Linked DNA regions of Mus musculus: region 1 is linked to region 2. A link is a contact called in public HiChIP or PLAC-seq data. All regions are on one chromosome and are shown on one strand. Each heading gives the region's core, a stretch centred on a gene start, on an enhancer-like site or on the middle of the called end of the contact. The rest is flanking DNA. Distances are from core to core; before and after follow the strand shown.

Region 1 (5,459 bases), core at 1,865-4,364, 590 kb after region 2:
CACGCGCTTGGACCTGTCCCTGACCAAAAGATTACCCAATTGGATCTCCTCAGCATTTTCTTTCTTTAAAGAATGGGTGGGATTAATATTATTTGGAGATACACTTTGCTGTGGATTAGTGTTGCTTCTTTGGTTGGTCTGTAAGCTTAAGGCCTAAACTAGGAGAGACAAGGTGGTTATTGCCCAGGCGCTTGCAGCTCTAGAACATGGTGCTCCCCCTGATATATGGTTATCTATGCTTAGGCAATAGGTCGCTGGCCACTCAGCTCTTACATCTCACGAGGCTAGTCTCATTGCACGGGATAGAGTGAGTGTGCTTCAGCAGCCCGAGAGAGTTGCACGGCTAAGCACTGCAGTAGAAAGGCTCTGCGGCATATATGAGCCTATTCTAGGGAGACATGTCATCTTTCAAGAAGGTTGAGTGTCCAAGTGTCCTTCTCTCCAGGCAAAACGACACGGGAGCAGGTCAGGGTTGCTCTGGGTAAAAGCCTGTGAGCCTAAGAGCTAATCCTGTACATGGCTCCTTTACCTACACACTGGGGATTTGACCTCTATCTCCACTCTCATTAATATGGGTGGCCTATTTGCTCTTATTAAAAGGAAAGGGGGAGATGTTGGGAGCCGCCCCCACATTCGCCGTCACAAGATGGCGCTGACATCCTGTGTTCTAAGTGGTAAACAAATAATCTGCGCATGTGCCAAGGGTATTTTATGACTACTTGTACTCTACCTTTCCCGTGACCGTCAGCTCGGCCATGGGCTGCAGCCAATCAGGGAGTGATGCGTCCTAGGCGAAATATAACGCTCCTAAAAAAGGGGACGGGTTTCCGCCATTCTCTCTCGCTGGCATCTCTCTGGCTCTGCGCGCCCTGCGCTCGCTCGCTGCCTAAAGATGTAAACAATAGAGCACGCTCTGCGCTTTGGCGCGCCGGAGCTCTGGCTCCTAAAGATATTATAGAAGGGGTTTTCGCTTTTGGGGTTGGGGTTTTTGCACTCCTGCTCCTGAAGATGTAAGCAATAAAGTTTTGCCGCAGAAGATTTTGGTTTGTTGCGTCTTTCCTGGCCGGTCGCGTGAGAACGCGATTAAGATGTACCCACTCAGTGCCACATGCCTGTCTGTGCCACCATGTGCTGGGCCTCATCTCTCATGTGTACAAGTGAGAAGGCTGGGCTAAGATCCTCCATTCTGAGGTGGCAGTGGCCCCTCACCGTCTCGGCTCAGGATGCTAAACGCCTCAGCCCTGGGGTTGACCAGTAGGCCTGTCTGTTGCTTCCGCTCCTCCCATGCTTATCCTTTATTCCCAAGCACGCTTTTCTGGGCACGGCACTCTGGTGTAAATCATTCTGTACAATTATTTGTAATTAAGGGAGAAAATGTGTTTGGGGGCCTCAAGATTAGCTATGTTTTGTTGAAATAAATCCGTACCAGTACACTGGCCCAGGAGGCAACACAAAACACAATTAACTTTCTTCTAACTTAACAGGGGTTTATGTAGCTGTTTTCATAATCTTAATATCTCAAGACATATAAACAATTTTTTCCCCTAATGTAATTGTGTCCCACCAACAAGACAGCTTGGGTTTAAACGAAGGCTCCGGCAGCATTGGCTGCAAGGCTGTGCTGTACAGAGGATCCTGGAATCCTGCTGTCTCGCCTGTGGATAACCACCCCCACACAGGCGCCTCCCACCACACCCCCCCCACTACACGCCCAAGGGTGGCTGCAGCAACTGAAGCTAGCCGTGAGAGATACCTGCGCCCCAACTTGGCAACCCTGGGCTTCAAGCGTCCTGACTCCTCACAGACCGCCCTCATTATTTTCCTTGCCTTTAATGCGTCTCCTTCCCACAGCAATTTGATAGAAACACATTCAAAGCTTGACTTTTACAGCCTCATAAAATCGCATCTGCCTCAAGCTCAGCCAGAAAGTGGTCAGGCCAAAACCACTCAGATGAGAAAACTCGGAGAAAAGCTATCAGCGAGCCTCTCTCGGTGCACAGCTACTGAGAAGAGTACGGAAGAAAGAGAGCAGCTTGTGTGTGTCAAAAGAAAGGTTCCTGTGAGCAAACATGCACCGTGGGGGGGTAGGAGGGGCTTGGGACAGCCTGAGGAGCGCGAGAGGCTCATTGTCCAGCCACAGACAGTCACAGTGCGAAAAGCATGTCACAGAGCATGCAGGACCTGAGAAGAGAAAGGCTGTCTAGATGGTGTCATCAGAAGCAGCAGGGGCTGGAGATGAAATGGTCCTAGAGACTGCTGAGCATCAACACCGCCACCAGACCCAAGGAAAGTGACTTCCTAAGCTGAGCACAGCTGAGCTCTGAGGACTCTCATGTCTCCATCAGACACTGAGACTCCAAATGGGGCCACCAGTCCCCAGGTGCCTGGTGCTCTGGTTTCATTTCTGTTCCTGTGATTAAAACACTCTCTCTCTCTCTCTCTCTCTCTCTCTCTCTCTCTCTCTCTCTGTCTCTCTCCCTAATAAAGAGCAAATTAAGGGAGAGAGAGGCTTATTTCAACTTAAAATTCCAGGCTACAGGCCACCATTGTGGGAAAGCCAAGTAAAGAACTTCCAACTGGTCACATCACAGTCCCAATCGAGAGGAGAGAGAATGAATGCGTACATGCTAGCTTGCTTGAGCTCAGCTCGAATTCTCCATTCATCTGCAGTTCAGGACCCATGCCTAGGGAATGGCACCACCCACTGTAGGCTCGGTCTTCACACATTAATTAGCTTAATTAAAATATTCTTCCATAGGCCAACCCAATATAGACAATACCCCCCGCTGAGACTTTCTCCAGGGTATTCAAGTTGTATTGACAAGCTGACAATTAGAGTTAACCATCTTATCTGAGAGCATGATGCCCAAGGGGCTTGCTGGGATTATGGGAAAACATAGCCAAAAGGCATTCTGCAGACTCCCAGGTCCCTCAAGGGTGATATGCAGGCCTTCATACATACACACATGCACACTCACACACACGTGCACACACTCGCGCACACATACAATCACACAAGTGCACTGGTGCTCTCAGGCTAGATCTGCCCCTCCTCCCCAGGGAACCATTGGAACAAATGTTGCTGTCACCACATTTGGCCTTCCAACAGCAGGAAGCAAGAGGAAGCCACATGACCAAGTGACAGCAGCCCAACCCTTCTTCCCTTGTGAACACAACTGGCTGTAGCCCCATGAGATGGAGTGTGTTTTGTTCATGGGGACAGAAGAATGGTCTAGAATCTTGTTTGCAGGGTTCAGTTTGGGGAAGCAGGGCTTCATACAGTTAAGGCCTGAAGGAGTATACCATATGGTAACAGATTCATTTTCAAATCCTTTTTTCTCCTTAAACATACATAAACCAAAGCTTCCTGGAATTAGAAAAGAAAAAATGAATTTCAGATCAACAAAAAAAAAAAAAAATGTAAATATGTACCAAATATTGCTTGGGACAGAGTTATACTAGAATAAATCAATTTGTTATTTATCTGAAATTCAAATTTAACTGAGGATCTTGAATTTAAATTTATCTATCAACTCTATACACACATGCACATGCAAACACAGACATGTGCACATACATGCACATACATACACATTCCTGCCCACTAGCACATACACACATGCACACATGCACAGACACGCACAGACAGACACATACACTTGCACACACACACCCATACACACACACTTATACACACACACTTGTGCCTACACACATTTTTCTCTGGATGAAATCTTATCTAGGAGAAAGAAAAGGGCAGAAAAAGCCCCCAACCTTTTGGCCCCGGGGCCCCTCCATCGACTCTGGAGGTGAAATTAGAAACCATCACTGGTGTCGTGGAGTGAGGGTCTCTATCCCTTTGTGTGAGACACAGTCATGGTTGCTCTAGCCTAGCCCTACACCTGTTCCAAATCCACCACGCAGCCCGTGACCTTGGACACCTCTCTTTTGCTGTTGGTTGGTTCTCTCCCACAGTTCAGCACATGTTTGAGTCTGGGGTTTGGCTTTCTGTCTGTCAGGATAGCCACCCTCCCCTCCCCGCCTTTCCATCTGTCCTCCACGTTTTCTCCATGGTGTGCCCTCGATGGTGTGCTCCCATGGGCTGCTCTAGAGCTCAGTCTCCTGGGTGACAGGGCACAGGCGACATGGGCTTTCCACAGACAACACCTGTTATTCTCCCCTGAAATCATTCACCTTGCAGACTGGTGAAGGTGATCTTTCAGGAGTCCAGCTCCCTCCCCCTGGAGCTGTGGGGATAAATAAACTAAATCAAAGCCTTTCGGTGACAGTAGAAAGACGGGGAACACAGAGAGAGCTCCTGGCAATCTGGCAGCACCAAGGAGGAGAGAGCCAATCACCAGAGCTGTCCTGGCATGGAATTTAGTGCTGTGAGGGATGGACAAGGTTGGGGGGGGCATGCTGGATATCTGCAAGTGAGGAGTCCTCCTACCCTCCCCTGGCCAGCCTTGTATTTCCTCCCTGGTGGGGGATGTGGGAATGAGGTTGATACTTGAACAAATTTTGTTTCTTTTGTTTTCTCACAGTAACTTAAGGCTTCAGCAATGCTAACAACACATTCGTTTCTAAACGCACCCGCTGAGTGATGTGTTCACTATAAAAAATCTGAGTGGGTGGGCAGCCCCAGCCAGTGTGACAACACAAGTGTGTCCGGGCCCAGACTGTGACTCAGAGCCTGCGATCCAGGTGGCCCTGTTAGTGCCCTGCACGGGCAGCAGGTATGGGAGCACCATACATGGGGAGCACTCTCCTCCCATCTGGGATGGGTTCCCCTCTGCTGGTCTGGAATTGGTGAGAAGCTGAGACTTCCTCAGGAGCTGGCTGCCTCCAGTCTCCTAGCCAAGGCTGGATGAGGACATTGGTGGCCCTGTGCAGTGACAGTGTCACTCACTTGTAGAGCGTCACTTTGGAAAGCAGAGAGTCCCCTCCCCCCAGGAGACCACCATATGTTGTTAGATTTATTCTTTGTGCTTTGGATGTTCCATGGCCATCCAGGTCACACAGCTGGGTGCCAAGGTGACCCAGGCCATAGCATGTGGCAGTGGGAAGGTTTTGTCATGGCCAGAACTGGGTCTGGTTTTCTCTGAACACCTCCAAGCTGATGTTGGAGAAAACAAGTTTTGTTACTGAGTAACAAGGGGCTCCCTCTTTGAAGTTCTTAGTGTCATTGATAAAAGAAAGCTTACAGAGTGTGTTAAGTCAGTAAGCAACATTCCTCCCTGGTTTCTGCTTGAGTTCCTGATCTAACCTCCTTCAATGATGGCAGTGTGAACCATATTAAGCCCCTTCCTCCTCTAAGTTGCTTTGGTTGGAATGCTTCATCATAGCAATGGAAAATAAACTTGAATAGTTAGCTTTTGGGTAAAGTTGCTTCCGAGACTCAAAGAGACTCAAAGGAGATGGTCATAGCTTTCAAGGAGTTCAAATTAACACATGCACAC
Region 2 (5,853 bases), core at 27-2,526:
AGTGTGTACTTGTGCTCGCATGAGTGTGCGCATACACACACACACACACACACACACACACACACACACGGTTTTTCACTGCTCCAGTGTGCAGTCTCCATAGCAAAGTTTTCCAAGTTCCAGATGCCATTGTGCAGCAGGAGTGAGGGCCACAGCTGGGTGAGCGTCTCCTTGACCTGCTTGTTCATGCAGGGCTAGGGACCTGTGGGTTTACTTACTCAGTTGACCACAGTGTCAGTCCTATGGTGACCAAGTCCTTGAAGCTAGCATGCAGTGTGAACAGGGCTATGCACAATGAACCTGACTGCAAATGCAAATCCTAATACTTAACTAGACCTGAAACCTCAGCACTTGAGAAGCACAGGGAGGGCTGGAGAGATGGCTCAGAGGTTAGGAGCACTGACTGCTCTTCCACAGGTCCTGAGTTCAATTCCCAGCAACCACATGGTGGCTCACAACCATCTGTAATGGGGATCTGATGCCTTCTTCTGGTGTGTCTGAAGACAGCGACAGTGTACTCATATAAATAAAATAAATCTTTTTTTAAAAAAGGAGAGAGGGCTGGCAAGATGGCTCAGTGGTTAAGAGCGCCGACTGCTCTTCTGAAGGTCCCGAGTTCAAATCCCAGCAACCACATGGTGGCTCACAACCATCCGTAACAAAATCTGATGCCCTCTTCTGGAGTGTCTGATAACAGCTACAGTGTACTTACATATAATAAATAAATAAATAAATAAATAAAAATAAAAAATAAATAAATAAATAAAAAAGGAGAGAGAGAGAGAGGCACAGGGAGGAGCATTGGGGGCTAGCCTCAGCTACACGAAGAGTTGGAAGCCAACCTAGACTACATAAGAGTGTCTCGAAGAAGAAGAAGAAGAAGAAGAAGAAGAAGAAGAAGAAGAAGGAGAAGGAGGAGGAGGAGGAGGAGGAGGAGGAGGAGGAGGAGGAGGAGAAGAAGAAGAAGAAGGAGGAGAGAAGAAGAGAGAAAGAAAGAGAGAGTTAGATTAGATTGTCCTTTGGCTGAGACTGCCTAACACCTCACCATGACTGAGCTCTAGTGCCCAGTCCTCACACGGTGGGGGGCATGTCTTCTTTCTTTCCCTTTCCTAAAGTGGGAACCACAGAAACTGGAAGTGGCTTGTGCTTCTCTCCACTCCTGGTCCCTGAGAGCCCCTCACGTGTTTCCTATCAGAGAAACTTCCCTCCACCTCTCTGTCAGCAGGAAGCCCAGAGGCGGAGCCTGAGGGGGGCCTGAGGTCTTGGGTTGGCAGAAACAGGTTCCTGAGAGGCTCTGGTGGGGGAGATGAGGAAGCCAGGTGGGGAAAGAGAGAAAGTCACCACAGATGTGAGAAAGAGAGGCATCCTGGAGAGCAACAGGGTAAGAGCTGAGGGGACTTTGTGAGGTAGGTGGCACTTGGCCTGAAGGACCTCATAGGGCTTGTGGGATGGCTCAGCAATTGAGAGCACTTGTTCTTCCAGAAAACCCAGGTTCACTTGGTGGCACTACCTGGTAACTCCAGTGTCTGATGCTTTCTTCACATCTGTGAGCACCAAGCACTCACCTGGTGCACATACCTGTGGAATATGCACACTCACAAACAGACTGAGAGATAGATAGATAGATAGGTAGGTAGGTAGGTAGATAGATAGGTAGGTAGGTAGGTAGGTAGGTAGGTAGATAGATAGATAGATAGATAGATAGATAGATAGATAGATAGATAGATAGATAGATAGATAGATAGATAAGAGTCAGGCAGTGGCAGCTCACACTAATGCCAGCATTAGGGAGGCAGAAGCAGGTGGATCTCTGAGTTCAAGGCTAGCCTGGTTTACAGAGGGAGTTCCAGGACAGCCAGGATTATACAGAGAAACCCTGGAGAGAGAGAGAGAGAGAGAGAGAGAGAGAGAGAGAGAGAGAGAGAGAGAGAGAAGGAGAAGAAGGAGAAGAAGGAGGAGGAGGAGGAGGAGGAGAAGAAGAAGAAGAAGAAGAAGAAGAAGAAGAAGAAGAAGAAGAAGAAGAAGAAGAAGAAGAAGAAGAAGAAGAGAGAGAAAAAAAAGAAAAGAATGGGCCCCATATCGTGTTGTGCTTGGCAAAGTCCATGCTTATCTGAGAATATCCTCAGGTAGAGAATTTCAGGTACACATGAGTCCCCAGACCTTTTGCTGACAACCATGTGTGTGTATTTTATTGTCTTTATAACAAAATCAGTTCAGAACTGTATCTCTCTCTCTCTCTCTCTCTCTCTCTCTCTCTCTCTCTCACACACACACACACACACACACACACTCCTCCAAGCTTTTCTCTTATGTATGGATGCTTTATCTTCATGTATGTATGTGCACCACATGTGTGTCTGATGCCCTAGGAGGTTAGAAAAGGGCATCGAGTCTCCTGGATCTGGAGTTACAGACAGTTGTGAGCTGCCACACGTGAGGGCTGGAACTAGAACCCATGTCCTCTGGAAGAGCAGCCAGGGTTCTTAACCACTGAGCCACTGTGCACATCTCATGATAGCCAGAATCCTTAGCCTTAGATCTGCAGTTGAGCTCAACACAATGAAGTTTTGGCAAAATCTTCTTTGTAAGCCGGGCGTGGTGGCGCACGCCTTTAATCCCAGCACTTGGGAGGTAGAGGCAGGCGGATTTCTGAGTTCGAGGCCAGCCTGGTCTACAACGTGAGTTCCAGGACAGCCAGAGCTATACAGAGAAACCCTGTCTCGAAAAACCAAAAAAAAAAAAAAAATCTTCTTTGTAGTTTACTCTTTATGCAGAAAATAGGCTTGGTGTGCCCCCAGTAGCCACTACATTTGCCCTTTTGCGGGGTACCATATTTCTTGCAGAAAGTCTGGCAGGTTTTAGAAATAGCCACGATGTCTGCAGGCACCCTATCAGCCTTCTGCCACGGGGCGCCGGAAGCTCCCACTACTGCGGCCAGGTTGGCAGTGTTCCACGCACAGCACTGAAGACCACAGCCTCTGCCTGGCTCCCAGCTGCTGCAGGGGAGAGCCATACCCGTGAGCAACACTTTCTGAGACTTGGAGCCCATGCTTCGCTCCTGAAATTCCTTTTTTGGTGTTTGTTTTGGGTTTTGGTTTGAGACAGATTTTCGTGTAACTTGGGCTGGGTTTGAACTCACTACTTAGCTCAGAGTGACCCCGTACTTAACATCTATGGCATCCAGCTTGCCAGGGCTGGAATTACAGATAAGGCTACCACACCCAGTTTAATATAAAGCCCTGGTTTCCAGTGTGCTTACCTCACAAGCCTGGTTCCTTCCACAGGACCTATGAAAGGTGGGAGGAGAAAGCTGGATCCACAAAGTTGTCCTCTGGCCGGGTAGTGGTAGTGGATGCCTTTAATCCCAGCACTCAGGAGGCAGAGGCAGGGGGGTCTTCATGAGCTGGAAGCCAGCCTGATCTATAGATGGAGCTCCAGGAAAGTCAGGGCTACACAGAGAAAGCCTGTCTTGAAAACAGACAGACAGGCAGACAGGCAGACAGAGTTGTTCTGACCTCCACATACTTGGTGTGGTACCGGAAACACACACGCACACACACACCTGCAAAAAAAGATAAATACTGTGAGGCCTTGTGGCCTCTGCATGTGTGCATACATCTGCACACTCAGGAGCACACATACAACACACACAAATATAAAACACCTTTAGGAAGGCATAGAGAAGGGGCCTGAGAGATGGGTGGGTGAAGGAGCTTTTTGCCAAGTCTGATGACTTGAGTGCAATTCCCAGGATCTATGTGGTGGAAGGAAAGAACTGACTTCTGAAGGTTATCCCTGACCCCCACATGCTCAGGAAAGCACCCCCCCACCCCACCCCTCCCCTCACATAATCAAGAGGACCTGAGTTCAGCCATGTAAGGAACTGTACACAGTGGTGTGTGTTTATAATCCCGGGGTTGGGGAGGTGAAGACAGGAGGATCCCCTGGAGTTTACTGACCAGGTAGTGAGGCCAAATTGGTGAGTTCCAGGTTCACCGGAAGACTATGTATAAAAAACAAACAAACAAATAAAGCTAAACATGATAGAGGAAGATGTTGGATACTGACCTCTGACCAAACACACACACACACACACACACACACACACACACACACACACACACACACACACATTCACTCACATGCACAGAGATCAAGGTTAGCCTCTCAGTGTTCTTCAAGCCAGTGGCTCTTGGAGTTATGGTCCTCTGTTGTCCTTAGCAGAGCTGGTGGCTGTACTTTCTTAGCCACCGGGGCCTCCAATTTAAAGCCTTTCTTTATATTCAGTCTACTTGCTCTCTCTGTGATCCAGGAAGGCTACCATTACATTTCCATAGAGGCTGTGGTAATTAATAGTGGTGGTAAGATTTAATGAAAGAGGGAATTAGGATCCAGCCCCTGGCTGCTTTCACAGAAGGCCACGCTAACAAGCACTAAAGGCCTGACAGGGAGCTGCTCTCTGCTCCAAGGAAGCCTCCCACCTACCCCACACCCTGACATCTCCCTGGAGACTGTTCTGTACAGCAAGTGCCTGCTCTCTCCCAGTGTTCGAGGCCTCTCGGGGATGCTCTGAGTACAAACCCTAGTAGTCCAAGTCCAAGACAGAGATTTACAGGAAGCAGGGCATATTTATCACCCCCAGCACTCAAAAGGCAGAGGCAAGGGGATTATCAAGAGGTTGAGGCTAGCCTGATCTACATGGAGTTTTAGACCAGCCAGCCAGGGTTTCATAGGGAGACTTTATGTCCAAAAACAAAACAAAAACAAATGAACAAAGCCCCGAAATGTCAAGTATGGGGTGAACACTTTTAATCCCAGTACTGGGGAGGCAAAAACAAGGGGAACCCTTTGAGTTCTAGGCCAGCCTAGCAAATTTCAGAACAACCTGGGCTTTGTCTATCATCTATTACATATATTACGATTATACTGGGTTCATGTAGATGAGACTAGCCTAGCACCCACCTGGAAATCATGACAACTCTCCTGCCTCGGCCTCCTAAGAACTGGGATACAGGCATGAGCCACCACACCTAGATACTATATGTGATGTATGATTGATTGATTGATTGATTGATTGATTTTTTGGTTTTTCGAGACCGGGTTTCTCTGTATAGCCCTGGCTGTCCTGGGCCTTACTTTGTAGACCAGGCTGGCCTGGAACTCAGAAATCCGCCTGCCTCTGCCTCCCGAGTGCTGGGATTAAAGACGTGCGCCACCACGCCCGGCCTGTGATGTATGATTTATGATTTGCATGTATATACACTGTACACACTGATACTTCACATGTGTATTTACTGCTTTATTACATATGTACATATGAACTCCATATATGATGCTTGCTATGTATAACATATCATGTGTCATATAGACAGTATTATTACTGTCCCACTTACTGATGGGAAATCTGAGGCACAAGAAGTTTAGTAACTTATTTAGAGTCACAAAGTCTGGCCAGTTAGCACAGTGCTAACTAACAGAGTCATCAAGCCACTAAATACCAGTTGACTTTGTCTTCGGGACTCCTTGGTTTTGGGAGCCATGGTTTCACCATGACAGGTTGATTGGGGAAACATCTGTTTGTCTCCCTCTGGTTTTTGTTTATTGGTTTGTTTGTTTGTTTGTTTGTTTTCCGAGACAGGGTTTCTCTGTGTAGCCCTGGCTGTCCTAGAACTCACTCTGTAGACCAGGCTTGCCTTGAACTCAGAAATCCACCTGCCTCTGCCTCCCAAGTGCTGGGATTAAAGGCGTGCGCCACAACACCTGGCTTGTCTCCCTCTGTTATTTCCTCCTTCCTAACACAGTACAAAACCTAGAACTGATTGACTATAAGCCCAGGACTCAACAGGTAGAGGT

The links. HiChIP or PLAC-seq counts read pairs in DNA pulled down with a chosen protein or histone mark.
Region 1: a contact with region 2 is called in an H3K4me3 HiChIP or PLAC-seq map of bone marrow-derived macrophages, with 7 times the contacts expected there. The contact joins two enhancer-like sites. A contact is called at or near these places in 1 of 484 Hi-C or Micro-C datasets (embryonic stem cells) and 5 of 115 datasets of contacts at active chromatin or transcription factors (astrocytes, bone marrow-derived macrophages, embryonic basal ganglia and 2 more).

What each region holds. Positions count from the first base shown.
Region 1 is chr2:166,534,002-166,539,460 of GRCm38.p6, forward strand. No RefSeq gene overlaps it. Among named protein-coding and RNA genes, the nearest start is that of Gm29679, 28 kb to the right of the region's middle. Within about 2 kb of position 3,115, at least 21 of the 459 cell types and tissues checked have an H3K27ac peak or open chromatin away from gene starts, as enhancers often do. A contact at or near this core is called in bone marrow-derived macrophages, where this site is marked.
Region 2 is chr2:165,948,680-165,954,532 of GRCm38.p6, forward strand. No RefSeq gene overlaps it. Among named protein-coding and RNA genes, the nearest start is that of Platr29, 30 kb to the right of the region's middle. Within about 2 kb of position 1,277, at least 88 of the 459 cell types and tissues checked have an H3K27ac peak or open chromatin away from gene starts, as enhancers often do. A contact at or near this core is called in bone marrow-derived macrophages, where this site is marked.